Regions from separate parts of the Mus musculus genome. Here regions 2, 3, 4, 5, 6 and 7 are each linked to region 1. The links are chromatin contacts, called in public Hi-C, HiChIP or PLAC-seq and promoter capture Hi-C maps. All regions are on one chromosome and are shown on one strand. The core of a region is the stretch at or near the end of the contact, and the rest is flanking DNA. Distances in the headings are between cores, read along the strand shown.

Region 1 (3,575 bases), core at 45-2,544:
CAAGCCCAGTGGAAACAGGGAAGACGCTCTTGGTATTAATCTTAGTGGAAATCAGCTCTATTGGCGGGTAACGTGCTGTGCTCAAATACCTTAAAACATCTCGAAACACCCATACTGTACTAACATTTAAGTTATCAACTAACAATAAGTTATGACAATAACTAGCATGAGTGGGTTTTAGTATGATTAGTTGTCATAGAGCATCCAATGTAAAAAGGCTCAAAGAGAACATAGTTGACTAATTAGTAGTAGTAGTAGTAGTAGTAGTAGTAGTAGTAGTAGTAGTAGTAGAAGAGGTAATTTGAATCATTTGCCCCGTTTGGCAAGCTATATTTTCTGCTGATTGCAATGTTCATTGGCAGAACCCCTCCACAGGTTTAACAGTAAACTAAAGAGGCCTTTAAAATATGCGCCATACCCATCACCTGTTCCTGAAGATTTCCTTGAGAACTTCAGCGGTAAATAGAAAACTTTCAGCTGCCGAAGAGTTTTAGCACAGGGTAGCTAGCAGGTGACGCTGATGACAGTCGCTCGGTTTCTGTAACTCTAGAGTGGATACTAGTCACCACCGGAGCATAGGGGTGGGGAGCGGGCAGCGGTGCCTTTGAAACAGATCACAGGGGACCAGGTCCAGGAGGCTGGTATGTAAAGAAATTTCCAGGGTTTTCCAGTGTTCAGCCAAGGCGTCCAGAAAAAGTGCCCTAGGGCAGGCTAAGGAAAAAGAAGCACTGCAAACGATTTTGTAAACGAATATTTCTCGAGACAGTTTTCTCAGATTTTTTTTTTTCTTTCTTTTTAGACCAGGCTGGCCTCGAACTCACAGGGGTTCGTCTGCCTCTGCCTCCCTGGTGCCGGCCTCGCCTAGATTTTTGTTCACATAACCAAACGTTTATGTGCGGTACGACCCCATCTCTGAGAATACGAGCAAGGCTCGAAATTTAAACTGTTTCTGAGAATCCTGTTTTCATTGGTATTTACAAGAAATGAGCCGTCAAGGATGCTCTATCAGACCAGTTAGCATCTAAGACCTAGTTTCCAAATTATAACTTAGGCAATATTGACTGGGCAGGTTTGGCGCCACCCTGTCACCCAAGGATCGCTTCTGAGGGCTTTAAGGGCAATTAACGGCGGTCTCTACATCACTCAGGCAGGGAAGGACCACTCGGACAGCTCAGAGACCACGCGGCCCCGCCCTCCACGGCGCCCCGCCCCCTTCCGGACACGGCGCCCCGCCCACTCGCGTCTCCGGAACCTCCGCTCGGCCAGCGTCGTCGGTCTGTCGGCCCTGTGTCTCCGTTCCGCTCGTCTGACTTAGGCACTGTTTTTGTTTGCGACGCTGTCGCGGAAGGGTGCGCTTTACGGCCGCGGGAGGACGCAGCGAGTCGGCGCCTTGGGCCTCTCGGCCGGGAAGCGGGGTAGGCGGGCGAGGTTGATGCCCGGCGGCGGGGCGAGCACGGCGTCTGGCCGGCTTCTCTCCTCAGCGGATCCCAGAGGGGCGCGGGAGGCAGCGGCGTTCCGGAGCGGCCCGGCGGGCTCGAGCGGAGGCCGAGGCGGAGCAGGCGGCCCTGGGCCAGGGATTGGAGGCCCCGCGGGCAGGATGAGCCTGACCCCGAAGGAGCTCTCGAGCCTGCTGAGCATCATCTCGGAGGAGGCGGGCGGCGGCAGCACCTTCGAGGGCCTGTCCACCGCCTTCCACCACTACTTCAGCAAGGCCGACCACTTCCGCCTGGGCTCGGTGCTGGTGATGCTGCTGCAGCAGCCGGACCTGCTGCCTAGCGCGGCGCAGCGCCTCACGGCGCTCTACCTGCTCTGGGAGATGTACCGCACCGAGCCGCTCGCCGCCAACCCGTTCGCGGCCAGCTTCGCGCACCTGCTCAACCCGGCGCCGCCCGCCCGCGGCGGCCAGGAGCCCGACCGGCCCCCGCTCTCAGGTACGTCCCGCAGCCAGCCGTGCGGGCGCAGCCAGCTGTTCTGGGGTGGGGGTGGGAGGGGGGTCGTCAGCTAGGGACATTCAGCCTCCTTGGAGGGGATCGACCCTCCCTCCTTTTCCATACTTTCTTTCCCTAAAATAGGGGAGAGATAGAAGTTGCAAGTTTTGTTTTTTTGGTTTTTTTTTTTTTTCAAATTCACTACACTCCAGATGATCCCTCCCAATCGAAAAAGCCAACACATCGTACAAGCCCACAAACGGGCTGGACATATTTTAGTATGCCAGATACGGTTCATTCTTGATTGTAAGGTCCTGAGGTATGCGAAGTTACAGCCAATGGCACTGAGTTTACCCCCTTTTTAAGCCTCCGAGTAAAGAAGTCGGTATTAAGAACCTGAGGTTGAAGTCCACATCACCACAATATCTAAAGTCTTTGCAGCCAACTCCTTGGTTAGCTGTAATGTCGCGTGAGGAGAGGATGAAGTCGTTTCTAATTAACCATTCAAAGATGCATGTGTCCTGGGCAGTATTGTGGAATGTTTGCTTTTGCAGCATTGCTAAGATCAGGCATAGATTACACCTGAGGATGCGCCCCTAAATTTGGTGCTGTGGATGGAACCCAGGGTCACTTCCTCTATACCATGAGCCTCGTCCAGGACTCTGGGACAGCTGTACCACTCACAGGCTGACATACATGTACATATGTACATATATATAGATATAGAGATAGAGATAGAGATATAGATATACACACACATATACATATATATATAATTTTTAAAGTATGTTTAAATTTGTAGGAATCTAAGTATTTGATAACAAAAAGTTCTCAACAGCTATTAAAACCTTACGTTTCATTGACATTTCCATAGATCACAGAATCTCAAGCGATATATTTGTTTATGGATTACTATGTGTACTAAGTGTGAATATTCAATCAGCTGGAACTCAGTTACATTTAGATCATAAGAATAGCTCCACGTGGCAAGTAGCAAAGTTTCCAGTTAACTTTTAAAGTTAAATTTTAAAACTTTACCAGTACCCATTGGCGAGAAACCGGCATGCATTCTTATTTGCAGGGTTCCTGCCTCCTATAACTCCACCAGAAAAGTTTTTCCTCTCCCAGCTCATGCTGGCACCCCCAAGGGAACTGTTCAAAAAGACACCTCGCCAGATTGCCTTGATGGACGTTGGAAACATGGGACAGTCTGTGGACATTAGCGGCCTTCAGTTAGCCCTGGCAGGTGAGGGAGGGCCAGTGATTGGGACATTCTTGTCGGTTCTTGAGATCCCCTGCTTAAAATCAACAAGTTTTTTCTTTTAAATTTACATTTCTGCTGTTTTTGTTTGATCCTCTCCCATCCTGCCCTGCCCTGTCCTTTCCCTGTCTCCCTGTCTGCCACCCCCTCTTTTGTTTGTTTGTTTTGAGACCAGGTTTCTTTGTGTAGCCTTGGCTGTCCTGGAAGAGCTGGGTAGAGCATGCTGGCCTCTAACTGAGCTCTTACTGGCTGACTCTGAGTACTCAGGCACGCAGCCCCAGGCCAGGCCCGCTCCAGTCCCCATCCCAGATCACACCCTTGTACCCCAGCACCTCCTCCACTCTCTTTTCTGTTTCCTTATTCTGTGCTTCTGATTGACACCCAGC
Region 2 (4,034 bases), core at 1,315-3,814, 370 kb after region 1:
GTAAAATTTATCCCGAACTTTTCATTTAACGCTTTTCAGACTAACGTTGGTCTCAGGTAAAGGATACCACAGAAAGGAGAAATATAACAGAGGGCTGCCATACTAAAGTTACCCAGTTCAAGATATTTTGCTATGATTATGTGAACGAATACATGTACATTTTCAGCAAGAGTTTACCCACAGAGCTCATTTCAAGTGGGGCAGATGTGAGACTGTTCGTTCCATTTACTTTGGCTTTGGGTTCAAAAGCAAACATTGGGTCACCGTTATCCAGCAAACCCCATCTTTTCCTCTGCTCCCAGCAATATGCTAGCAAGTGTAAAGAGAGGTCTGAGCCACAGGTAGAGGGGTTACCCGTTGACTCTATGGCACTTTCTGGAATTCCTTCAGGTGTCATGTCTTTGGAGAATCTACCATCCCGTGACCTAGTCACAGTCCTCACTGCTCCTGCCTGAGCCCTGGCTTCTTGTCTTTCTTATCTCTTGCCTTTATCTGGTATACTGGAGAGGAAATAGGCTGAGAGGTTAGGCAGCCGGAGCAAGGTTGCACAACTGATAAATAATAGAGCCAGGGTTCAAACCCAGTTCAGCTTTGCTCTAAATCCAGGAGACTTTCAGAGAACACCTGCTTAGTGTTCTTTCTGTCTGGCTGGAATTACAATATAATATTATGCGTATTTACAAACTGCCCTTTGGACATTAGCTTTAAGTTCTCTGAGGACAAATTGTGATGCTCTTTCAGATATCCTGGGCGCTGGCTTGCCCTTTCAATAATAGATACTGCCTTGAAAATGGAAAACAATGGCTTCAGTACGGATCCTGCTCACTGCATCTTAGGATAGGGGTTGGGGGGGGCGGGGCTTGGAGAAATCCGAGATAGTAGGATGTAATGGCTGTAATGGCTCTGAACTGATGGGAAAGGATTCATATAGATAAGAAGGAAGTGGTATGAGGTAGGCCTCCATGTCATAGGTCTGATGTTAACCTGTGGAAAGACTGGGATTAGGGACTGGGAGTGGGGGTGGGTTGGGGAGGGGGGCGGTGCCGAGAGACTGCCGTATTTGTATAGCCATCAGCTGTGCACAGTGGGCGAGGTAATTCTTCAGATTTTATTTCCTAATGTATAAAGCAGCAAAATTAAGAGTACCACTCAAGGTTCACGTGAAGAACAGTAAGATAAGATATATGAAATGGGCTGCACACATCACTGTATTATCAATAAATAATAACAAAGCCAAACCAGACAAGCGCTAACAAATTCACCAACATTTTTGTTCCTGTGCGTTTCCTAAGGAACAGATATTGGGAGTTCCGAATATAATTTCACTCTACAATGGAGTCTCATGTCAAACATCTTAGAACGTAACCCAAGCAGAAGAGCGCTGGACATTCTCTGGGGGCAGCGACTTGAACTCTGGGTATAGGCCGAAGTGGAGAGTATGCTCGCTCCTCTCTAGGCTAGGGTCTTTAGGGTTTGAGTACAACAATTGCAGTATTGGGGGTTTTCTACTCCGAGGCTATAAGGTGTGTACTGCTTAAATCAGAACAGTGTGGAGTGTGTGGGGAGGGAGGTGCAGAACGTTATTGACAACTAGATGCCCATGAAACAGTGGATTTTGGGGGGCGCCATGTAACACCAAGCTTAGCTTCATCTCTTAACTTATCAGGCCCATTCTAGGCCTTCTACATGTGGGAGTCAAGCAATTTTACAGCGATCTTGTACCTGGCCATTCTGGGATACTGTTGAGAACACCCGCTGTGAGGTAACAGGGAGTCACTAAACATGTTTTTGGCTGGTCCTGGGACGTGATAAAGAGGGACAGTAGTTGAACTGCCTAGCTGACTTGCTGTGGCATGCTGGAAGAAGCCTGTTTGGTGACCCGTGGTGATCTCCATCCAGGTACTGTCAGGGTTTTAGATCCCGAGCAGAGGGCTCGCCCGTCCGCCCTCCCTCCCATGGGCCAAACTGGCTCGGGGAACACAGCAGCGAGCAATCACAGCGACTGTTTTGGATTCTCCCGGACGGTCAAGTGATGCTCAGCGAATCCTCCAGCAGCAACCAAGCCACAAACTGAGACAGGAAAGGAGAAAGGAGAGGAACACCCCTTGGGGGGTAAAAAGGAAACGAGGGTCTACGGGACCGACCGGCCGTAGGCGGCGGAGGGGTCCGAGGCCCGACCCCGGCGCGTCCTGGCACACCCTCTCCCGGGCGAGCGGCGCGGGTGGGGTGTCCACGGGGCCGCCGGGGCGCTCCGAGTCTTTCATTCATTGTTAGCGGAGGCTGGGGTGTTCCGCCGCGCCCCGCACTTCCTCCGGGAAGGCCCCGAGGGCTCCCGGCCCCACCCCGGGCCGGGCCACCATCCGCGGAGGGCCGGCCGCCCGGCCATTGTTCGAGCCCCACCCCTGCTGAATATTCACGCGGGCGGGCGGCGAGCGAGCGAGGGCGAGGGCCGGGTTCCGCCCGCTCTCCCGGCGGAGGGGGCGGGGGAGTCGCTCGCCCCTCCTCAGCGGCGCCGGTCGGTGCCCCGCGTCCCCGCCCCCGCCCCCGCCTCCCGCGGCATCTTTGTCTCGCGGCCTCGCGCTCGCTCGCTCGCCGCGCTCTCCGGCCCCAGCTCCGGGCCGCTCGTGCAGGCGCGCGCGCGCGGGGCGCCGGGGCCTGAGGCGGCGGGCGACGCCCGGGGGGCGGGTGGGGGCCGAGGGAGGACCGCCAAGCCATGGTGTGAGCTCCGCGGCCAGCGCTCTCCGCGCCGCGCTCCGCTCCGACCGGACGACAAGCCGCCCGGGCGGCGGCGGCCTGCCCGTGCGGCCCGAGCCCCGGCGCCGCCGAGCCCCTGCCCGTCTCTCGCTCTCTCGCCCGCTCCCGGAGCGGCGACCCGGGGAAGATGGCGAACGACTCTCCCGCGAAGAGCCTGGTGGACATTGACCTGTCGTCCCTGCGGGTGAGTGCGGCCGCGCCCTGCGCGCCGCGGTGGACACGGACACCCGCGGGCGCGGCGGCCCCTTTGTCTGCCGGGCGAGCGGGCGGGCGGGTGCCACGGCGCTCCCGGGGACCCGGCGGGGCGAGCCTTTGTCACCGCCCTGCATCCCTCCCTCCGCCCTCTCGCCCTCCTCGGTTGGGGTCCCTCTTTTGAGTTGATAACCTCCCCCTCCTCTCTCTCCAGGACCCTGCTGGGATTTTTGAGCTGGTGGAAGTGGTTGGAAATGGCACCTATGGACAAGTCTATAAGGTCGGTGTGGGGCGCCTTTGTTCCCCGTGGCGTGGAGAAACTTCTTAGGGGACGAGGGAAAGGGTGACGAAACGCTGCTGACTGCAGGCCGTGCCGCCTGGCCAAAGTTGGGAAAGGGGGTTTCGCCTGGCTTTTCTTTTTTTTTCTTTTTCTTTTTTGTTTTTTTGCCTGTGTTCAGACTGGCCTTAAAAGACCTCATTTCCTGGCTTTGAGATAAAGGAAATAAGCTACACTGTTAGGCATGCACTTGGCTTTAGCAAAATAGAAAAGGAATTTTGTGTTCGAGGGTGACCACAGGGTCTCCCCCCAAACCCCCTTTCCTCCAAATCTGGCCTTCATGCGTTTGCGTTTGTCCGTGAATTAAAATTCGGTGTAGACAGGCCTTGCCTATGACTCCACTCAGCCACTGCCTTGGTATTCTTGAGACATGTCATCGTGCTTCTGCCTTCGGAGTGCTTGCCGTAGGCTCCAACTTGGGGAGGCTAGCGTTACCTGGTACTGATTTTAAAGCTTGGCCAGCATACCCTGTTCTAGTGGACAGTATCTTGGGGAAGCGGGCGGGGGAGTGTGCTTTTGGGCCACGGGAACAGGAGGAATTACAGTGTGGGGATTATAAAATGTGAATTCCAGGAATAACCTTTGTGACAGCTGTGTAATTGAGATGGCTGGGAGGAGAGAGAGCAAGGAGTAGAGAGGATGCCAGACTTCACACCCGCCACCCCTGGTCGTTCTCTCTCTTTAAATTTATCCTCCTCCCTGGGCTGCAGATGAAGCTGAGGAATCTGTTGGCCTGTGTCGCCGCGGAGCT
Region 3 (4,193 bases), core at 21-2,520, 490 kb before region 1:
TTTTTTTCTCTGTTCTGGAGGCTGGAATTCTGGGCTCAGGGTCCATGCGGTAGAGTTCCGGTAAGCTCACACTTAAAACTTAGCTGCCCTCCAAAGGCCCCTCCCGATTCCCTCACATCGGAGGCCAAGGTTTCCACGTACGAACTTGGGATTCCTAAAGTTGGAGGAAACAAACATTGAGCCCATCGGATCATGAGACTGGACAGAAACCTTTTCGTTGTTAGCCCACATCTTTAGAAAATAACGCGGCCTAGTCTACCCAGCCTCCCCATCATAGAAACCCAGCACAGGAAGCTGTTTATTCAAAATCTCAATACCCATAAGCCCCTGCGCACAACCCCCTCCACTCCCCAACCCCCTCCCTGCTTCCCACCCCCGCTGCCCTCGCATTACTTAACAACAAACTCCTTCTGCCCAGGATAGTTTGGGCTAATTACTGAGCACTAAATTGTCTGGTTTTTACATATTGTTCTGCTCGGAACTGCCAAAAATCGTGAAAAGTGGGGCCAGGGTGGGAGAGAGAAACATGGATTTTTTCTTCTTCTTTTTTTTTCTCCTTTCATTATTTTACCTACAAGATTCATTTGAGAAGGGGAAAATAGGCCTGCTGCCCTAACTAGTTAGTTGGATGAGAACAAATTTCTCATTAATTTAAAACGTGTCAGCTGGAGAAGGCGATTAACGCGAGGATGACTGGGAACTGGACTAGGGGAGGTCTCACCAACTCTGCAGGGAAGGCTGTACTGGGGGACACTGTGCAGAGCCAGCCCTGAGGGGATGTTTGACCATGGGGTCTCAGCTGAGGATGGTACCCAAGGGCTAGGGGTTGCTGGTTGAGTCCGAGTGGCTTGAGGAGACTTAGATAACCAGGGATCAGGGAGAGGAGAGTGGTGGACTAGAGGCCTTGGAGTTTGCACGAGGCCTTCCAGGCAAGCTGCAAAGCTGTTTGTGGCTATTAATCAATTTTTCTTCCTGCTCTTTACAGTGGGCAGGCTTATGTGCTTGGGAAAGGGATCCTCCTGGCTTCTTTGAACCACCAGGTATCCTAGTCCCAGTAATACCAGGGAAATTGAGGTTCCCTCTTTTGGGTTCCGTGTCTTGGTAGTAAAAGAATTTAGCAACACAGTCAGAGGATGCTCAGAGACAGATTTATTAGAGTTTTGAGAGAAGCCAGCAGCACAGACAAGCTGAAATGCTCAGGCGTAGTCAGGAGGAGGGAGATGCAGAGAAAGAGCGGTTGCCTTTTAAGTCCTTTACAAAGGGCTCAGTGATGGAGGCCTGTCAAAGCAGCTGCATAGCTGGAGGTTTGGGGGGTGGGGAGAACTTCAGTGAATGAGTGTAAGGGGAACCACACGCAGACTTTGGTCCTCAATGGAGAGAAAAAGAGACCGGAAGGAGCAGAAGGGCAGAGTTGCTTTGAAGCCCGGGCAGGCTCTTAGTTAAACATAGCAGGAGCTCAGGCAGTGTCCGTTCAGGGGGAGGGGCTTCTCAGAACACGTGCATCATTTCACTGAGGGGATAATTAATCCCTGCCCCTCTCTCCACAACAGGTCTTCAGGTGAGTTAGATTTCTGGGGGTTGTGGAAAGGTGTGGACTCCTTAAAGGAAGAGGCACTAGTATGTATGTTTTGGGTTGTTTAGAATGGCAGGTGTTTACCAAGAGCCTGAGAAAGAACTTAGATCTTAGGACCTGCGGGAAGTGGGTTTCTCTTAATGGTCCTCGAAAGAGCCCAGGCACCTTCACCTTTTCTCAGGATAACTTAAATCCTAAGAGCAGCAAAGTGGATGTATTGAAGGATTGATGCTCGGCCTATGATGCTCGGCCTATGATGCTATCGGAACGGGGAGCCATTGGAGACTGGAGATGTGCCTGAGAAGGGACTCTGGGTTGCTGGCCTTTGTTCTTTGTTGCTTTTATTTCATGCATGCCTCTCCACTGTGTACTCTTGTGATATGCTGACTCATCGCAGGCCCCCAAACACCTGGGCTAACCCACCAGGGACTGAACCCTTAAACATTGTGAACCCAAATAAACTGTTTCCTCTTTGTAGGCTGATCGATTTATTATTTGTCCCAGGCCAATTAGACTTGTCTGGGATTAGGCAGTCTGGGATGCTTCTGAAGATAAGAAGAGAAAGATTTCTGCCAGTGCCTGGCAAATACAGAAGTGGATGCTCACAGTCATCTAATGGATGGAACACAGGGCCCCCAATGGAGGAACTAGGGAAAGTACCCAAGGAGCCAAAGGACTTTGCAGTCCCATAGGAGGAACAACGATATGAACTAACCAGTACCCCACAGAACTGTGTCTCTAGTTGCATATGTGGGAGGAGCGGCCCTTGGTCTTGCGAAGATTCTAGGCCCCAGTACAGGGGAATGCCAGAGCCAGGAAGCAGGAGTAGGTGGGTTGGGGAGCAGGGAGGAGGGAGGGTATAGGGGACTTTCAGAGAGGAAACTAGGAAAGGGGATAGCATTTGAAAAGTAAATGAAGAAAATATCTAATAAAAAATTAACATTAAAAAAAAAGAGAGAGAGATACTGAAAGATTTCTTTTGAGACGGCTTCGCTGGTGAGTGAACACCATCTTTGTAGTTGCTTGGGAATAGCCTGCTCTGGAATAAAACCGATGCAGAGAACTGCAAAGCGAAAAGCAAGAATAAAAAGTCCTCATCACAAGGATTTCGTAACTGGGTTGAGCTGTGCCTCAAATTCAAAGTCTTTCAGTTACACAAACCAATGACTTTCTTCCGTCAATTTGTTCGATTTTTACCAATTACAATGGAGCAGTTCTAGTTCATCCTAACATATCAAGTTGCATATAAGCCCTATCTCCAAAACTCAATTTCTCACAACTAAAATGGGCATAGTAAGGCCCTGAGCTTTGGTGGATCCTTGCCTGGCTTTGAAGACAGCTAGTCTCGGGACCAAGGTATACTACTTTCTTGCCCATGTAACCATCTTTGTCCTCATGCCCTCTTGTATAATGGGGCAAACAAGCCTCCTTATCCCCTTGAAGTGCAAACAGTTGAGATAATACAAAGGAAAAACAGTCTGTGCACTTACATGGAGATACTTTTGTTCCAGATATATGTGTATTTAAAAAATAATAATCTTTAAAGATGAGCTGGAAAGATGGTTCAGCTACTAAGAGCAACACTGGTTGCACTTCCAGAGGACCTGGGTTCAGTTCCCAGCATCCATATAGCAACTCGCAACCATAGGCGCTCCAGTTCCAAGGGATCTGATGCCCTCTTCTGGCCTCCTCAGGCACTGCATACACACAGTGCATAGTCTTACACACAGGCAAAATACCGAGGTATGTAAAACAAACACTAAAGAAAAATCTTTGAAGACAATAGATTCACATAGAGCCTGAAGAATCAATGCAGAGAGATCCCATGGAGCCGGTCCTAGTTTCCCTTATGCAGCTGAAAGAAAGCAGCACACTCTGGAAGTTCACCTTCATGCAGCACACCGACTCCACTCAAATCCCACTTCTCTTGTATGTGTGTAGTTAGTTCTGTGAAATGGAGATGGGAGGCTGCTATTAGCATAAATCTTCCCGAGGATTCCTTGTGCTATCCTTTCTAACCACCTATGGACAAACCATACTGATAGCCTCTTATATACCTCTATCTTTACAGTTCCATCACTTCGAAGATCTTACGCAAGTGGAATTATTATAACCTTCTAAGAATGGCTGTTAACTCAAAACCAATTCATTGCATGTGTCAATCATTCTTGCCTCTTAGTGGCTGAATAGTATTCCACGGCATGGATATACCACGGTTGCTAAGTCACCGTTAGAGGACATGTGGGATGAATTCAGCAGGGAAGAGTTACTATAAAAAGTTACTGTGAACATTGCATATGTCTTTTAGGATCATTTCCTGGGATGAATGCCTATAGGTATAACGGCTACACTCATTTTCAGTTGTAAATGATGAACAATTTTCCAGAGTTCTGTGCACTTTTCATTCCTACCCACAACATGTAAGTGACCCAACTTCTCCCCATTCCCAGGACCATTTGTTGTTCTCACTGGTTGAGGGCACCAGGTCCTTGTGCCTACAGAGAACAGTAGGGAAAACAGTAATGTTAAACACACAGGCTTTCCTCTCCAGCAGAGGGAATTAATGTCTGTTTCTACCCAGAGATCTGGGAATGTATGTAGGTAGTCACCTGGTGATCTT
Region 4 (3,672 bases), core at 721-3,220, 470 kb after region 1:
TTAGCCTTACTGGATCAGTGGTGTTTGGATGACCAGAGCCTCCCATAAGGATGCAGCAAGTGGTCCTCTCTGGGCTAGACAGAAGGACGTGGGTGCGTCCAGGAGCACTGTGCGGTTCTGGCCTGCAGATGGCTCCCTTCTACATCTTCCCTCACAGGGAGCAGAGTCCAGGACAGATTCTGTTCTTTAGAGAGTAATGAAGCTCTAGGTGCTGAGGATAGTCTAGAAGCTGCTTTGCTTAATTTTCATTTTCATAGTTTTTAAAAGTCCTCTATCAAATCTTAGCCCTGCTCAGCACCGCCACTGTGCACTTAGCTGCCTCTCTTCTCAGAGCTGAATAGAACACATTTTCTCTCAGTTGTCTTGCTCTTACATGTTCCTCATCTCTCCTTTCCTACTAACATGGAGCCGTGTCTTCTAATTCTCTGACGCAGGTGGAAGATAGATTTAGAAAGACTAACCACAGCTCCCCTGAGGCCCAGGCTAAGCAAACGGGCAGAGGACTGGAGCCACCCGTGCCTTCCCGGTCAGAGTCTTTTTCCAATGGCAACTCCGAGTCTGTGCACCCTGCCCTGCAGAGACCAGCGGAGCCACAGGTAGCAGCAGTAGCTCCCTGTGCCACGTGTAGCCCGTTGTCTCAACAGCTGGTGTGAACAGGAGGCGTGCATTCAGCGTAGGGAGAGGAGGCTTGTCGTTTGTTTGTTTTGTTGTCTAAGATTTTTATTGAACTCATTATGGCTATCTCCAGTCAATACTTTTATTTCCCCCTCCTTAACTCAGATGTGAAGTCCCTCCTTCCTCTTAAATACTTTTTTAAATTATATTTTTAGAACGTTGGTTTTATTGTATAAGCAGGTTAGAAGAGAACTTTTAACCTGAACATTTTGAAGTAAGTACTTTGTGTCTGTGGTCCCAGCTCCCTGAAGGACCTTTGGACGCTAAAGGTGGCCTTGCATTTCTGTGCAGGCTCCTATTTATTTGGCTGAATGTGTAAATTTCCTGGGAAAAGGTTTTTGGTTTTGTTTGTTTGTTTGTTTGTTGTTTTAAAATACAAAACCAGATTCTCAAACCTGTCAAGATTGAACACAGGTTATGCCTAGTGGGTTGAATATTGATTTCCTGTAAGAGATTAGGACAGAGTTTATGACTTTTCCTTCAGTCTGTCCCAGAGTCTGTCTTGTCTGAGTGCTCAGAAGAGAAGCAGCAGCCTTGTCTAGAAAGGACAGTAGGTGGCAGACACACCCATCCCCTGAGGGTGTGTAGGCACTCCTCCATGCTGCTCTGCCTCACACACTTCTCTGAGCTTTCTGTACTCGGTCGGCCCTGGTGTTTGCATGTCACCTAGGACAAGAGTTGGTGGTTTTGAGAAGAAATGGCCCTTCTGTGACAGATGCAGTCACATGAGAATTTGAATGTGTTCTGCAGTAACCAACCCTCCTGGGGGATGGTTGAGCTGAGCAAATCTGAGGTACAGGGGGTGGGGTTTATGCAGATATAGCAGCTGAGAGCTTCAGAGAGCTACACCAGAGAATGCCAGCAGAGGCAGTGGGAAGGGCCAGGTGCCACTTGCTGCTCCACTTAGTGCCTGTTTCCTGGTGAGAAGCATGGTTGTCCTGAGAGCTAAACCCAACACAAGGGCAAACTTGCCTCTGAGCAGCAGGCTCGAGAAGCTTCTGTTTGAGGAGATGAGACAGACAGCCTCTCTTCCTCCGCTGCAGAGTTCTTGCCCCAAGCTTTCACCTGCAGGAGGGAAACTCGTGTGGCTCCTAGCGTTGAGTCCCACTTAGCGTTATTTGGTAACACATCCGTTTGGTTGCTCTCCCAGTGAACACTTAGATGTTTTAGTAGTATGGGAATTGTACCAAAGCTAGGATTCTTTGGATCTGCCTGTGAGCCACAGAGACTATGCACTGGGTCTTAACTGCCGGTTTCACCTGCAGAAGCCAGGCAAGTCAGCACAAGACACATTGATTAGTGCGTGCTGAGTTACAGCTCCCATAACCGCCTTAGTGGTTGGTTATTCTCCAGCAGTGAGGTACAGGTACCTCTTACTAAAATAGTTTATAGAGTTCTGAGAGGATGTTTTTTTAAAGTGACTGCAGAAATTCACTTGGCCAATTGTCATGTCCTTGAGTTCTCATTTCAAAGGCATATTCCTACTGTCAGCCCAGAGTATCTTGATGCTGGTCAGCCTGGGCTTTCTTGGTACTGGATATTTTGGTAAAGAAATTTTAATCCCACTTTTTTCATAACTAGGAGTGTAAACTCAGCTAGGTCTAAAACATTTTAAGATTGGGAGAAAAAAATATTGGTATTCTTGAAAAGTTGGCTGTTCTTAAGTTTCTCTGCTACAGTCCCATAATAGGAAGAGTGTGTGTGCACGCACAAATAAGTCCCGTCAGTAAGATTCTCAGACCCAGGGTTCTGAGGTGGTGGGGAGGTTTGCTGATGAGCAGTGTCTCTGTCATGTGGTCCCCAGCTCTCTGTGCTGACATGGACATGCATGTATCACTCTCCCCTCGGGGGTCTGTGCATGCCCCTGTTCACTGCTGTCTGCAGTTTGTGTCTGGGCACTTTCCCTTATGCGTGTGCCTTTGCTCTTCCTCTTGCCTGTCACCAGCATGGAGCCTATTGGCTGCTCCATGCTTGACACTATGCCTCCCCGACTCACACCCACCTCCTGTTTGGGATTTAGTGTTGACCAGAAAAGCTAGTTGTATGCAGAACGCATTGAATGTTTTGTGTTTTGTTTTCTTGTAAGGTACAGTGGTCCCACCTGGCATCTCTCAAGAACAATGTCTCCCCTGTCTCGAGATCCCATTCCTTCAGTGACCCTTCTCCCAAATTCGCACACCACCATCTCCGCTCTCAGGACCCATGTCCACCTTCCCGCAGTGAGGGGCTCAGTCAGAGCTCTGACTCTAAGTCGGAGGTGCCCGAGCCCACCCAAAAGGCTTGGTCTAGATCAGACAGTGACGAGGTGCCTCCAAGGGTAAGGACAGACAGACAGACGCGCTGTTTTCTCTTTATTTAAACTTACTGTTTGCTGTGATGATGGGAACAGTGACTTACTTCATCAGGGCTAAAGGGCCAGAAGTTTCAAATGACTTCTCAGGGAGGGAAGCCATTCCCCACCTCAGCAGTTACAATTAGCCAATGGTTAGTTAGCTTTTTATCATTGACTGGTTTTAAACGTAGTTTAATAAAAAGTATTTATGGAAAAAATTTTAAGCAACATGCTTCTAAATAAGTAGAATTATAAATGTGTACAGAAGCTCTCCATTATTGTGCATGACATCAAGAATTTAAGAAAAAATCTTATGAGGAAAAATTAACAAGACCATGATTTTTTACTTTAAAGTTGAGCGTATTGTACTTAATAGTACATGAGGATTAAAAGGCACATCTCAGTTTATTTTTTCCTCCACTTGGAATTTGCTTCCTCTGAATATTTTCTCGCTTCTTTGCCAGTCTTTGCTTCCTGCTGATCTATTTGTAGACCGTTGTTGGATTTCTTTGAGCTTACTTTTGTGATTCTCACATACTATCTCAGGGAAGCGCTGCTGTATGCTCTCTGCCACCCGCTTCAGTCCAAACATGACTTCAGCATGACAGGACTGTAGAGATGGGCCAGGCTGTCTGGATCGTGCAGGAGCAGGGGAGGCTTGGGAA
Region 5 (4,019 bases), core at 314-2,813, 400 kb after region 1:
GCAGTCAACCTAGGCAAGTCTGTGGCCTGTCTTGAACCATACACTTCACCCCTAAAAGGATCCCCACGACTGTTGCTCCTGTTGCTGCAGGTGGCGAGGCGGAGCTTTGGGGGTGGGGAGCGTTACTTCACTCAAGGCAGGAGAGTGGGGAAACTTTGTGGGACCTCAGAACCCTGGGGACACTAATGATTCTGGACTGTAAGCGATTGTTTTCTCCCTTAAGGCTATCCCAGACTCTGTGGAGTCCTGGTTCGTGCTCAGTTGGATCAAGGGCATTTTACCTTGTCTCCTTCCCCTCTGGAATTACTCAGCTTTAAATTCTAGTGTAAATTGTGATTCTATTCACCTTAACAAAAGTTTGATTTTTTTTCTAAGTAAAAAACCCAAAACTGGAAACAGGATTGTTGGCTTATGTTTTGGGACAGGCCACCCTGCTTTGTCTCCTTTTATCAATTATTAGCGATGGGTCCCCATGAAATGTATTTATCTGATTCTCAGTACCCTTATTTGAAAAAAACAGAGCCATTCATAGTGACTAACAGGGTTGTAAACTTAAGCACCAAGTGTCTCTCTCAAGGCTGAATGTCGCAGTTGTTACTGCTGCTGTGCTGGACACTGGAGAAAGGAGGAGTATTGGTCTAGCAGTCCTGAAGAGCTCACTGTCATTCCGAGGCAGCTCTGCCTGTCAGCAATTGATTCAATATGCGGTGGTAGATGATAGGATGCCATTCACATTGAAGGACAGAGTAGCTGTCCAAGGCAATGGGGCTCTGTACTGAAAGCCTGGAGTAAGCTCGGGTACTGTCTGACTTCAGCGATTCACTTTGGATGAGGTTGTTTCCCCCAAGCTTTTTAGGTTGAGTTGCTTCTTGTCTCCTTGGTTTCCTGAGCCGCACTCCCAGCACTCCCCGCACTCCCCGCTCTCCCCGCACTCCCCGCTCTCCCCGCACTCCCCGCTCTCCCCGCACTCCCCGCTCTCCCCGCTCTCCCCGCACTCCCCGCTCTCCCCGCACTCCCCGCTCTCCCCGCACTCCCCGCACTCCCCGCTCTCCCCGCACTCCCCGCTCTCCCCGCTCTCCCCGCTCTCCCCGCTCTCCCCGCACTCCCCGCACTCCCCGCACTCCCCGCTCTCCCCGCACTCCCCGCTCTCCCCGCTCTCCCCGCACTCCCCGCACTCCCCGCTCTCCCCGCACTCCCCGCTCTCCCCGCTCTCCCCTCCCGCTCTCTCGCTCCCATCCTCCTGCTCGCTCCTTGCTTGCTCTCCCTGTCCCTTTGTGCTTTCGTTTTATGTTGGCTTACAGTGAATGTGTGTGTATCAAAGAGTAAAGCATCTTTACTGGAGTGCTAACCTGGGCATGAACAAAAACGACGAGCAAGGACTTCCCACTTCCTCTGCTGCTGCCTCTAAACCGGAAACACAAACCTGGTGGCAGAGCTTAGTGGACAAAAGTTTTGCTGAGTATTTGATGCTTTACATATGACAGGCAGTCTTCCTCACATTGCTAGAAGTGACAGGAAAAGAGTCCTGTGTCAGGTCAGTCACGGCCCTCACTGGTGCAGCTCGCGGGAAGGAGGAGCATTGATTGGCCATTGGGATCAAGTGTGTATCCAGGCTCCAGTCACAGCCACTGTAATCCGCTTCCACAGATGTGTAGTGCGCCCCCATGCGGCAGGGCCACGTGAGTGCTTCGTGGCGATTTTGTTGGAAAGATGCTGTCACCCTTTGTTTCTGTTCTGTCAGCCCCACCTCAGATGCGGTTACCGTTGTTTTGTTTTGTTTTGTTTTTGTTTTTTCCCAAGAAGAAAACTACTACAATGCCCTCTACTGCTGTGCCAGGGGCACAGACGAGCTGGCTGTTTGGTGCTGAATTTGATTTATAATTTAATGAAATTTTGTTCATTAAAAATGTAATTTTTTACTCAGTGAATTTTAGATGTTAGATTTGTAGATTTGCCCTTTGAGTAGTACAGAGCACTGTGCTGTCCTTTGTGTTGGGGAAGAGAGAGTTTGCCTGAGTCTTGGATGTGTGTGTCGGCATGTGTGGTGGCATGTGCAGGGTGGGTGGTGCCTGGGAGAGCTTCCAGGCCTTGTCCAGGTGGCGTTACTGTCCACACAAAAGGCCTGCCCACTTCCTAGTGTGGAGGCACAAATTCTTCATAGAAACTTGAGGCTTTTAGCCTAAAGTGTTTTTATGAAATAGAAGGTTTTACTTGAAAGGACCATTCACAACTACATAGGTTAACAAAACATTTTTGGGTTCCTGCCCTTTTCCCCAGACAGAGTTTGAAGTTGGCATCCCAGGGAAGAGTTGACTCTGAGGGTGTAGGTTGAAACAAATCCGACAGATTGGTTTCGGGTAGTTTTTGCGCACTTAGGTCCCAAAAAGTCTATATCTCGTTGGGTCCGAGGATGTGATGTGATGTGATGATTCTGGTCTCCCTGGAAGGAACAGGCATTGCAGGGCTAGGATAATTAAAGACTTCCTTAAAGGAGCGAGCAGGTATTCTCAGCTTGTAATTAGAAAGGTCTGTACTGCATGTGACTGCAAATTAAAACAGCTCGGTTGGAGAGGAGTCTGCTTGGTGAGCCCGGCAGCCTTGTTTATTTCTTCTTTTCCCAAAGGACTGCTTTTCTCCCTTAAGTTATATAGGGATTAGAGAAGCAGCCTGGCACACAGAGTTATCAACAAACAGCCACAACTAGCTGTTGCGTTATCTCAGTACTAATTGTGCCTGTGTTGGGACAAGAAGTCAGCTTGATTACCCTTTACAGCCGTGAAAGATAATCCACTAGGCTTGGGGTAAACTGCTCTCACTTGTTCCACCACTTTTTAAAAATGATTTTAGTGAGGAAACCCTTTGGAGACTTCTTGAGAAACTTGGAGCCATTGATAATAACTTTGCCATTAGGCCCAGAGAAGCAGACACACTTTGAATGTCTTCAGCACATTGATATGCTGGGCATAATTGTAATGTATTTTCCATGTGTTCAAAGGAGCAGCCACACCCTGAGACTGTGGGTGTAAAACAGTATCATAGTAATTTAGGAAGTATCCCGGAGAGGCTCAGTGGGCTTTGCACATAACTCTATACCCTGCTTTTTTGGCATTTGAAAAGTCTAAAGTTGAGAGGGTAAAGCTGCTGAGAGCATGCTAAATACCCTGGAAGAGTGGCTAGGTGGGAGTGTCTGGAGTGGACTCAGAAGGACATCTTCTGATGATCAAGCAAAGCAAAGCAAACTACTCTCCCACTCTGAAGCCGGGCAGTTTGCTGTGAGGTGAGGGACTTACTGAAGCTTCAAGTGTCCATATAATTTATATTCATCACTCTTGATTCTGAACTTGGGGATAGCAGGAGACTAGAAATAAAGAATGAGGAAACATACCCAGGCTGGCAGGATGGTACAACAGGAGAAGGTTGTCCGAACTCACACCCATCTAGTGGTGGATGCTGCTTCAGCCACCTACTGTTCCTTCTCATTCCACTTCTTTGTAAAGACTTGGCTTGATGTGTGTGTGCATGTGCACACATTTACTATCTATGTGTATGTATGTGTATGTATGTGTGCATTCATTATGTATACTTGTGTAGGTGTGTATGTGCATGTGTAGGTGTGTATGTGCATGTATATGTGTGTATTCCTTATATATGTCTGTGCATGTGTATGTGTGTATTCCTTATATATGTTTGTGTGGGTGTGTATGTGGAGGCCTGAAGTAGGCATCTTCTGTTGTTTGTTTCCCATCTTAGTTTTTGAGACAGGTTTTTGGTCGATCCTGGAGCTTGCCACACCAGGAGTGTTTAGGTGGGTAGTGGGCATCCGAGCTCAGCTTCTCCCCTTTCCTGAGCCATCTCTTTAGCCTATCATTTCACTTGCTTTTCACTTAGGTAGTTTGGCTGTCTCCAGGGATGACAGCTTAGCTTTAGTGCTGATAAGAGCAGCAAGACAGGAGGCAGTGCCATGTCCTTGCATGGCTTAGTCCCCAAACCCTGGCCGGGGTGATGTGGGAGTGAAGAAA
Region 6 (3,823 bases), core at 408-2,907, 440 kb before region 1:
AGGCTCACTGCTTCTCTGCTCCTCATGACTTGGCCCCAGCTCGGCCTTGTCCACCCATCTAGCTGGCCTCTGTACAGATGTGACCTCAGCCACTTGGTCTTGTCTCTTCCATCCCATCTCTGGGCTCTCTTCTAGGGACTTCGTTGCCTCTTCATCTTAGCTCTAAAAGATTTGCTTCCCATCAAACCCCGGGCAACCCTGGCTATGTCCCTCCATCTTGAAACAGCCTCATTTCCTCCTTAAAAGAGAGAGTCCATGAAGACACCTTCTCAGCTTCAGCATTTCAATGGGAGTGGGGGATGGGGTGTGGGGTGAGGTGGGGCAGTGGGCAGGACAGGGGGTTCTGCGTGACTAAAAGTTACTGGGATTCCTGAGTGAGAAAAAGCACGGGTGGAGAAGACAAGAAGGACCTGACAATTACTTGTACCTGCGACCTTCTTTTCTCCCCAGGTCACTTCCTCCTGATTTTTCTCCGGGCACTTTGGAATGGCCCTTCCAGAGCTCCATACCAAACACCTGATCATGTTGATGGAAGGCTTTCTTCATCTAATCTCATTTCTGAGACCCAGAACCCAGACTTCCAACTGCCCACCACGCATTGCTTCCTAGGGCCTGGGAAGCTTTCATAGACTTTATCCCAATCCAAGTTTCAAAATGGAATTGTCCTGGTTTCATTTCTGGTGGGGATAAAATTGCCCTGACAAATAGCAACATGGAGGTGAGAAGGGTTTATGTGGCTTCCAATTTCAGGCCACTTTCATCATTGCAGAAACTCAAGCCACTTAGTCACATCACATCCACAGTCAAGAACAGAGAGGATACAACTCCTTCCTCCCTTGCTTCCTTTCACGTCACACTTCTCTTCTCTCACACTGCTTAGGATCTCCTGCCGAGGGGTCGGCGCTGCCTGTTTATTCAAAAAAATCAAGAATGAGGAAGGACATGTGGCTTACACAAATACACATGCACCTGTGCCTATACCTGCATGCCCCCCATACCTACAGGGACACACTCGCACACAAACACACACACACTTGCAAGGACACACACACCTGCAGAGACACATACACTCACACTCTGGCAGGGACACACACACCTGCAGGGACACACACACACACCTTCAGAGACAAACACACACACACACACAACCCTGCAGGGACACACGTACACACACACACACACACACCTTCAGGGACATACACACACTTTCAGGGACACACACACACACACACCCTTCCTCTCTTCAATCTCTAAATGAGTAGGCAGCTTGCAGCTACAGGAGCATTTTGTGCTGGTATCAACAATGTGGTTTGTTAACCGGGAGTGAGATTTCTAGATAATTAGGATATTCTAATTTTCTGGGAAAAAAAATCATGAATTTAAAATTTTTCAAGCCATACTGTGCTTTTCCTTAAGGTAGATAGATGTTACATTGCTATTAAATGTCATCCCTAAACTGATGTAAATATGAGGCAGGATGTCATCTTTCTCACCTGCCAGCCATATGTGGTACAACACTTTTCCTTCTTCCACACTCAACAGCTTGCCCACCTAAACCCTCTGTGCACTGCCTCCCTCTGTCACGGTTACAGACAGAACCCGTGACAGCAGCACCCTGTCAGTCACCTTGGAAACTATGGACCAAGATGCCAGGCACATAGCTGGCAGGTGACGTTTCAGGGGGTGCATTTCCATTCTGCTTCTGGGTGGAGAAGGGTGTGGTTTGGATCGCTCATTGCTGTCAGAAGGAAAGTGGAAATATATGTATTCACAGTACAAGTTGCAGCACCTCCAGCAAGATCTACCACCACAGCAAAAGAAACCCATTCTATCCTCTTGCTCCAAGTGATTGATTTATACTCAGAAAGATGGGCATACTAGGTATAATACACACATACACACACACACACACACACACACACACACACACACACACACACACACAGAGTGAGAGCCTGAAAGAGGATTTTAAAGTGGTGTTTGCAGTCCCATTAAAGTTCAGTCGTGATGGCAGAGCCAGAGTGAAAGGCCAAATCATTAAAGTACAAAATGCACCTGATAGATAATAGATGGCCAGTAGGAAGCGTGGATGCAAACGCACAGGGCTGGGGGAGGGGAAACGCACCACGGGGGTGGGTGAAACCAATACCTAAGGTGCCAACCCAGCACCATTCTGCCATGATTTGGAGATGGTGTGACTATCCCCCAGGGGCTCCTCAGTTGGAAGCTTGCTCTCCAGTATGATGGCACTGAGTGGGGGAAACTCTCAGACATGAGATCCAGTGGAAGTGAGCAAGATCACAGGACACTCTCTAGCACCCCTCTTGGAAGGAATCATTGCTGATCTTGCAGAGTAAGTTAGCGTCCTCAAGAACAAGGGGCTGTGAAGAGAGTTTAACCTCCGGATCTGTCTGGCTTCCAGTCTAATCGTGTGATCCGTCCCTCTTGTACACACCGTTAATATGATATGTCCGCCGTGAGATAATACAGCCAGCAGCCTCACAGAAAGCTAACCTTCCGTTGTCCTGTCTTAGATTTTCAGCCTCCAAAGCTGTGAGCCAAAGGAAACTCTTAATTCCAGCACTTGGGAGGCAGAGGCAGGCAGATTTCTGAGTTCGAGGCCAGCCTGGTCTACAGAGTGAGTTCCAGGACAGCCAGGGCTACACAGAGAAACCCTGTCTTAAAAAAAAAAAAAAAAGTGTCCATGGCATGATAATCATCTTTCTAAATGCCTCCAAAAGTGGAAGGGCTGTCTGTCTTTCAGGTCCGAATAGCAGACTGAGGCTGAGCTGGGAGGCAGAGGTGCCTCATGCCCCTGGCAGTCCTGCAAACTGGATCGCTTCCAGTTACTGCTTGATTCTGGACTCGGACTCCTACAGCCAGTTCCCAGCCCCACTGACTAGCTGGCAGGTCAGAGTGGGCACCCACCTTGTCAGCATGCTCTCCCTCCTCTCGGGGACACAGCTTGTAAGATGGTGGTGGCGTTTTAAAGGTGTTCTCTCAGCACTCATCCGAAAGTGCCTGAGGCACACGAGTGTGCAAAGTACCGAGAAGGAAGTTGGCCAAATAGGTTGTGGGCGAGATCTTTCTAGTCTCCAGAGAGACTACTCCACATTGCTCTCTGTCTCTGCTTCTCTCAGCCAAGAGATGTCACCAGCCCAGCCTGGCTAATGGCACATCCTTATGTGAGCAGCTGATACGTCAGCTGCTGGGTTGACACAGGTAGACCTAGAGGTCCTAGAGGAGCTCATGACCTTCTCTTGCCTCTGTAATAGTCTCTGAGGCGTGATGAAGAGAGTTTGGTCATCTTTGGTCCCTCCTAAATAAAGTCTTCCTAAGAATGAAGACAATGGGAAGAAGCTCAAACAAGAGAGACCAGAGGATCCTTTCAGAGCCCTAAGATTCAGTCAAATCGGGAGCCAACAAACACTATCTTGAGACATTCCCGTTGCGGAAGTTCACACCCACTTTAGGCTGCACCTGTCTCTTGCCACTAAAAGTCCTGGAAAACACACACCACCCTCTCCAGATTATTTAGAGAACAGGCCTCTAAATAATGACAATAGGAAGAGCCAATTCTGCTTCTCATTATACATCAAGTCATCCTGTGGGGAGTCTGGTCCTACATAGTGGAGATTCTCATTCCAGAGACCTGGGTGTGGTCTGCACTTCTTGTGGTTTCAGAGAGTAAAGAGTAGTGAAAACAGGCACTTTTAGGAGATCTGTTATTGAGGGGGAAAGGAGACTTGGTGCTGTTGGGGTGAAATCACAATAAGATATCATTTAGAGTCCTTCTACAGAGTCACAGAAGGGTCGTCACACA
Region 7 (3,621 bases), core at 520-3,019, 430 kb after region 1:
AAAACTTAGGATACACAAGATATAAGATACAATTTGCCAAATGCATGAAACTCTAGAAGAATGAAGACCAAAGTGTGGAAACTGTGCCCCTTCTTAGAATTGGGAACAAAACACCCATGGAAGGAGTTACAGAGACAAAGTTTGGAGCTGCGATAAAAGGATGGACCATCTAGAGACTGCCAATATCCAGAGATCCATCCCATAATCAGCCTCCAAACGATGACACCATTGCATACACTAGCAAACGTTTGCTAAAAGGACCCTGATATAGCTGTCTCTTGTGAGACTAGGCGGGGGCCTAGCAAACACATAAGTGGATGCTCACAGTCAGCTATTGGATGGATCACAGGGCTCCCAATGGAGGAGCTAGAGAAAGTAACCAAGGAGCTAAAGAGATCTGCAACCCTGTAGGTGCAACAACATTATGAACTAACCAGTACCCCGGAGCTCTTGTCTCAGCGCTCGCTGCCCATTCATTGCCGGTCCTCACTTGGTCTGTTTGAGTAGCTAACGCTGTTGAGTGGAGAGTGTTCTTCTCTCCTGTACTGCGCAGTGTGGGAGCTTATGGAGTTTACCTCAGCCTGCTCCTTCCTGAAAGGAGCCTCAGGGCATCAAGGAAAGAGAAGTGAGGGCAGCTGCCAGCCTCTCCCTTCCTTCCTTCCTCTCGGGAGTGACTTACCTGTGGAACTTGCCGATCTTAGCTCATGGTCCTACATTGGTACTCACTGCAGACAAGAAGGAACAGGTCTGAGGTTTCTGTAGTGTTTCTGGCCTAGCCTAGCAAGGCTGTGTGGTTGGTTCTTCAGGTTTGACAGTGACCCTATAGCATCAGGGATGGGAGACAGGATGTCCACACACAGGGAGGCAGACCATAGGATCGGACAGAAATCTCTGTTTAATTCTTATGTATGACCATGTGGAAAATTAGAAGAGAAAAGAAGATATTAACCTAGAGGTAGTCTCTGCCAGAATACCCTCCTCTTCCTTGTTTCCTATCTTCTGTGCATTTAACCCCTCATGGTAGATACCTGATATGTGCACACTTACACATGAATGGCTATGTTATGGTAGATACATATATAACATGTGCACACTTAAAATGTGTATGGCCATATTCTGACAGATAGCTAACACGTGCACACTCACACACACGGCCACATTTTGATAGGTTCCTAACACGCACACACTTAGACATGTGTGACCCACATTCTGTTGCCAAGGTCATCCTGCTTTGCTAACTTGTGGATTTTAGAGTCTAGGTTCTTGTGCTTTAGAAAACATTCAGGTGGAATCACTTTTTGTAGAGAACTTGATTTTTGGAAATTAATACGGAGTATTTGAGGGTGAAAACACACATATTATATTTTGCCTTAAAAATTGGAACCTATCAGGATTTCTAGGTGTTGACATGAAACTTTGGAACAACCTAGTAATTTGGGGACCTAGAAAAAAGTGTCTTCCTGGGGTTCAGGAAGATCAGCATTTGCTGCTTGCTTGTTTGTTTGTTTTGTTTTTTGTTTGTTTTTTTGTATTGTGCTTCTTGGAGGGCTTTATTTATCCCAGAGTTGTGCTCTGACTTCTGTGACGGCCATGGTCTCCTTCATGGGAGCATAGTCCTCCAGAGTCACCCCTGAGTGAGTGGTATGTAGGAGGGGACGAGGCTCTGCCCGTTCTGCTTTTCCTGTAGAGACGTGCCGTCTCACGTCTGTCCCACGCTTCCAGATGAGCACTAAGGTCTGACTGAATGACTCAGCAAGGAACCAACTTGGTTAGAGAAGGAGGAAGAAGGCCCTCTGAGGACTGCTCTGACTAGACCTGCCATTAGGCAGAGAAGAGCTCTGAGACTGTGGCCATTCCCAGAAGAAAGGCATGGATTCAGTTACATTAAGAAAGAGCATGAGTTTAATATTAACATTGGAGTGTTTGAGAGAGCGTTTTTCTGTCTCCATCACTTGGATGTTGTTAGTTTTGATCAAGGTTGCAGTTTTTCCTAAAGCACTGAGTGATTTGGGTGAGGATGGTACTTTGAAGGCTGCCATTTCTTATGGCCCAGTCCCATAATAAATTCCATTTATTCTGAAATGTATCCTCTTCTAGAATCTGTAAAATTATCTTCATTTACATTTTGTTGTATGGTGAACTGAAGTTGTGTAACTTTTTATGTTTGAACCAAAACCAGATTCAATTTAATTGATTCTGTGCTACATTTACCATGGCTTATGCTGAGTAAGACACTCTTGGATCTGCCCGGACTCTGCAAGGTGAAATCTTTTGTTTTCTTTCAGTTTGCAGCCGTTAGGGCAGAGCTCAGTAGCAGTTGATTTAAACTGTTGTGAAGAAGCAGGTATTGTCTTTCAGGAACATGCTCAGTTGTATATCTCAGGACACAAACCTGCCAGAGACATTGGCTCACATCATCAGCTCCTTTCTCCAGCTTCACAAAGACCATCAGTTGCGCCCCTCCCCCCATTTGTTCAGCTGTCACTGCCTGATAATTAATTTTGTAAAGAAGCCTGGTGGAAAGATGGTAGACTCAGAACATTTCACAGTTTTCTTGGGTCCTAGTTATTACCTCTGAGGTCTGTCTGTCTCACAGACAGTACTATCATCAGTTCTCTGATAGCCAGGGAGCCAACTGAAAGCTTGTCCACTGTCAGAACCCAGCCCCAGATGAAGAACTTGTCTATGAGAGTTGCTCCTGTTGGTCAGAGGCCAGCCTGCTAATTGGCACCAGCTGCATTAACTCATAGAGTTGGGGTCAGCAGTGCCTCACTGTGGAGGAAACCAGAAGACAGCCCTTTTGCTCCAAGAGCTCCTGCCCCATCCCTCAGATTCCCCTATTTGTGATCACCCTGGCTCCCCTCAAGAGGAGTGTGAAGGACACAGTGGTTTGGACTTGCAGGAAGACACATGGGATGGTACATCAGCTTCCTCTGTGTTACTTTGTCAGTTCAATTGTTGGTTGAAATGTCAGCCTTAAGTCTGCGTACTGCTGTATCTTTGCCTTAAATGAGGTGTTTACTTTGGTAGCTGTATGTGTGTATCTACTAAATGTTGAAATGAGACTACCAAAGTTATTTTTTAGTAAAAGATTTGTGTATTTATTTTTATGTGCATGGATGGGATGGGTATTTTGCCTGCATGATGTGTGCACTGCATGCATACTTGGTCCTCAGAAGCCAGAAGAGGGCATTGGATCCTCTGGACTGGAGTTCCAAATGGTTGTGATCCTCCCTGCAGGTGCTGGTATAGAAGTAGGGTTCTCTGGCCCGATCTTTTAACTGCTGAGCCATGTCTCCAAACCCCAAACTTTAAACTAATTATTAAAGGGAATTTGGAAATCGTTATAACTATATCCTAAAGACTGTAAAATACTGTATACTGAATCTTAGTCATGATATCCTAGTTGTAATTGGCTCAAAGGTCTTTGGCAAATTCTGTACTTCTGATGCTTTTTCTCCTAGGCTAGGCCTGCATAATTAGACAGTAAATGACAGTAAGTGGTGCTCAGTGTCTTTTTATTTTATTTTATGTGTAGTGGTCCTCTGTTTTAGAATTATAAAAGCATCAGAAGTAATGTTCAGAGTATCTACTACATTACATCATCCTACAGCAGTACTT

The links. Promoter capture Hi-C pulls out the DNA fragments that hold promoters and counts their contacts. Hi-C and Micro-C count contacts between places; a contact is called where the count stands out from the background. HiChIP or PLAC-seq counts read pairs in DNA pulled down with a chosen protein or histone mark.
Region 2: a contact with region 1 is called in a Hi-C map of liver, with 2.8 times the contacts expected there. The contact joins the promoter of Map4k4 here to the promoter of Cnot11 in region 1. A contact is called at or near these places in 5 of 39 promoter capture datasets (the C10 cell line, the HPC-7 cell line, HPC-7-derived erythroid cells and 2 more), 12 of 484 Hi-C or Micro-C datasets (the HL-1 cell line, the N1E-115 cell line, bone marrow-derived macrophages and 5 more), 10 of 115 datasets of contacts at active chromatin or transcription factors (the SCID.adh cell line, acute myeloid leukemia, bone marrow-derived macrophages and 6 more) and 2 of 9 other capture datasets (adipose tissue and liver).
Region 3: an H3K4me3 HiChIP or PLAC-seq map of embryonic forebrain shows a contact between it and region 1, with 4 times the contacts expected there. The contact joins the enhancer-like site here to the promoter of Cnot11 in region 1. A contact is called at or near these places in 1 of 39 promoter capture datasets (hippocampal neurons), 5 of 115 datasets of contacts at active chromatin or transcription factors (bone marrow-derived macrophages, embryonic basal ganglia, embryonic forebrain and 2 more) and 2 of 9 other capture datasets (adipose tissue and embryonic stem cells).
Region 4: an H3K4me3 HiChIP or PLAC-seq map of pro-B cells shows a contact between it and region 1, with 4 times the contacts expected there. The contact joins the enhancer-like site here to the promoter of Cnot11 in region 1. A contact is called at or near these places in 15 of 39 promoter capture datasets (the 3T3-L1 cell line, 3T3-L1-derived adipocytes, the C10 cell line and 10 more), 1 of 15 datasets of contacts at CTCF or cohesin (large pre-B cells), 1 of 484 Hi-C or Micro-C datasets (bone marrow-derived macrophages), 7 of 115 datasets of contacts at active chromatin or transcription factors (bone marrow-derived macrophages, forebrain, large pre-B cells and 3 more) and 2 of 9 other capture datasets (liver and pancreatic islet).
Region 5: a contact with region 1 is called in a Hi-C map of megakaryocyte-erythroid progenitors, with 4 times the contacts expected there. The contact joins the enhancer-like site here to the promoter of Cnot11 in region 1. A contact is called at or near these places in 13 of 39 promoter capture datasets (3T3-L1-derived adipocytes, the C10 cell line, the HPC-7 cell line and 7 more), 6 of 484 Hi-C or Micro-C datasets (LSK cells, the N1E-115 cell line, embryonic fibroblasts and 3 more), 7 of 115 datasets of contacts at active chromatin or transcription factors (the 230-238 cell line, bone marrow-derived macrophages, effector CD8 T cells and 3 more) and 3 of 9 other capture datasets (adipose tissue, embryonic tail and liver).
Region 6: a contact with region 1 is called in a promoter capture Hi-C map of hippocampal neurons, with 4 times the contacts expected there. The contact joins the enhancer-like site here to the promoter of Cnot11 in region 1. A contact is called at or near these places in 4 of 39 promoter capture datasets (the 3T3-L1 cell line, 3T3-L1-derived adipocytes, embryonic stem cells and 1 more), 7 of 484 Hi-C or Micro-C datasets (the G1E-ER4 cell line, cortical neurons, muscle stem cells and 1 more), 3 of 115 datasets of contacts at active chromatin or transcription factors (astrocytes, bone marrow-derived macrophages and embryonic stem cells) and 1 of 9 other capture datasets (embryonic stem cells).
Region 7: a contact with region 1 is called in an H3K4me3 HiChIP or PLAC-seq map of bone marrow-derived macrophages, with 5 times the contacts expected there. The contact joins the enhancer-like site here to the promoter of Cnot11 in region 1. A contact is called at or near these places in 7 of 39 promoter capture datasets (the C10 cell line, embryonic stem cells, hematopoietic stem and progenitor cells and 2 more), 6 of 484 Hi-C or Micro-C datasets (B cells, CD4 T cells, DN3 thymocytes and 2 more), 7 of 115 datasets of contacts at active chromatin or transcription factors (bone marrow-derived macrophages, cardiomyocytes, embryonic stem cells and 4 more) and 4 of 9 other capture datasets (adipose tissue, embryonic stem cells, liver and 1 more).

Annotation. Positions count from the first base shown.
Region 1 is chr1:39,534,407-39,537,981 of GRCm38.p6, forward strand. Cnot11 (CCR4-NOT transcription complex, subunit 11) reads left to right here and starts at 1,295. Exons shown (of 7, transcript NM_028043.3): 1 at 1,295-1,931; 2 at 3,010-3,174. The coding sequence starts at 1,433.
Region 2 is chr1:39,898,349-39,902,382 of GRCm38.p6, forward strand. It overlaps Map4k4 (mitogen-activated protein kinase kinase kinase kinase 4), which reads left to right and starts at 2,565. Exons shown (of 32, transcript NM_001252200.1): 1 at 2,565-2,938; 2 at 3,161-3,226. The coding sequence starts at 2,882.
Region 3 is chr1:39,045,576-39,049,768 of GRCm38.p6, forward strand. No RefSeq gene overlaps it. Among named protein-coding and RNA genes, the nearest start is that of Gm35222, 20 kb to the left of the region's middle. Within about 2 kb of position 1,271, at least 20 of the 459 cell types and tissues checked have an H3K27ac peak or open chromatin away from gene starts, as enhancers often do. A contact at or near this core is called in embryonic forebrain and hippocampal neurons, where this site is marked.
Region 4 is chr1:40,000,996-40,004,667 of GRCm38.p6, forward strand. It overlaps Map4k4 (mitogen-activated protein kinase kinase kinase kinase 4), which reads left to right. Exons shown (of 32, transcript NM_001252200.1): 16 at 435-596; 17 at 2,762-2,992. Among named protein-coding and RNA genes, the nearest start is that of Il1r2, 82 kb to the right of the region's middle. Within about 2 kb of position 1,971, at least 47 of the 459 cell types and tissues checked have an H3K27ac peak or open chromatin away from gene starts, as enhancers often do. A contact at or near this core is called in embryonic stem cells, pancreatic islet and pro-B cells, where this site is marked.
Region 5 is chr1:39,935,073-39,939,091 of GRCm38.p6, forward strand. All of the region lies in intron 2 of Map4k4 (mitogen-activated protein kinase kinase kinase kinase 4), which reads left to right. Among named protein-coding and RNA genes, the nearest start is that of Map4k4, 36 kb to the left of the region's middle. Within about 2 kb of position 1,564, at least 270 of the 459 cell types and tissues checked have an H3K27ac peak or open chromatin away from gene starts, as enhancers often do. A contact at or near this core is called in the 230-238 cell line, the HPC-7 cell line, the N1E-115 cell line and 9 more, where this site is marked.
Region 6 is chr1:39,091,869-39,095,691 of GRCm38.p6, forward strand. No RefSeq gene overlaps it. Among named protein-coding and RNA genes, the nearest start is that of Gm35222, 66 kb to the left of the region's middle. Within about 2 kb of position 1,658, at least 9 of the 459 cell types and tissues checked have an H3K27ac peak or open chromatin away from gene starts, as enhancers often do. A contact at or near this core is called in cortical neurons and hippocampal neurons, where this site is marked.
Region 7 is chr1:39,967,487-39,971,107 of GRCm38.p6, forward strand. All of the region lies in intron 3 of Map4k4 (mitogen-activated protein kinase kinase kinase kinase 4), which reads left to right. Among named protein-coding and RNA genes, the nearest start is that of Map4k4, 68 kb to the left of the region's middle. Within about 2 kb of position 1,770, at least 48 of the 459 cell types and tissues checked have an H3K27ac peak or open chromatin away from gene starts, as enhancers often do. A contact at or near this core is called in bone marrow-derived macrophages, where this site is marked.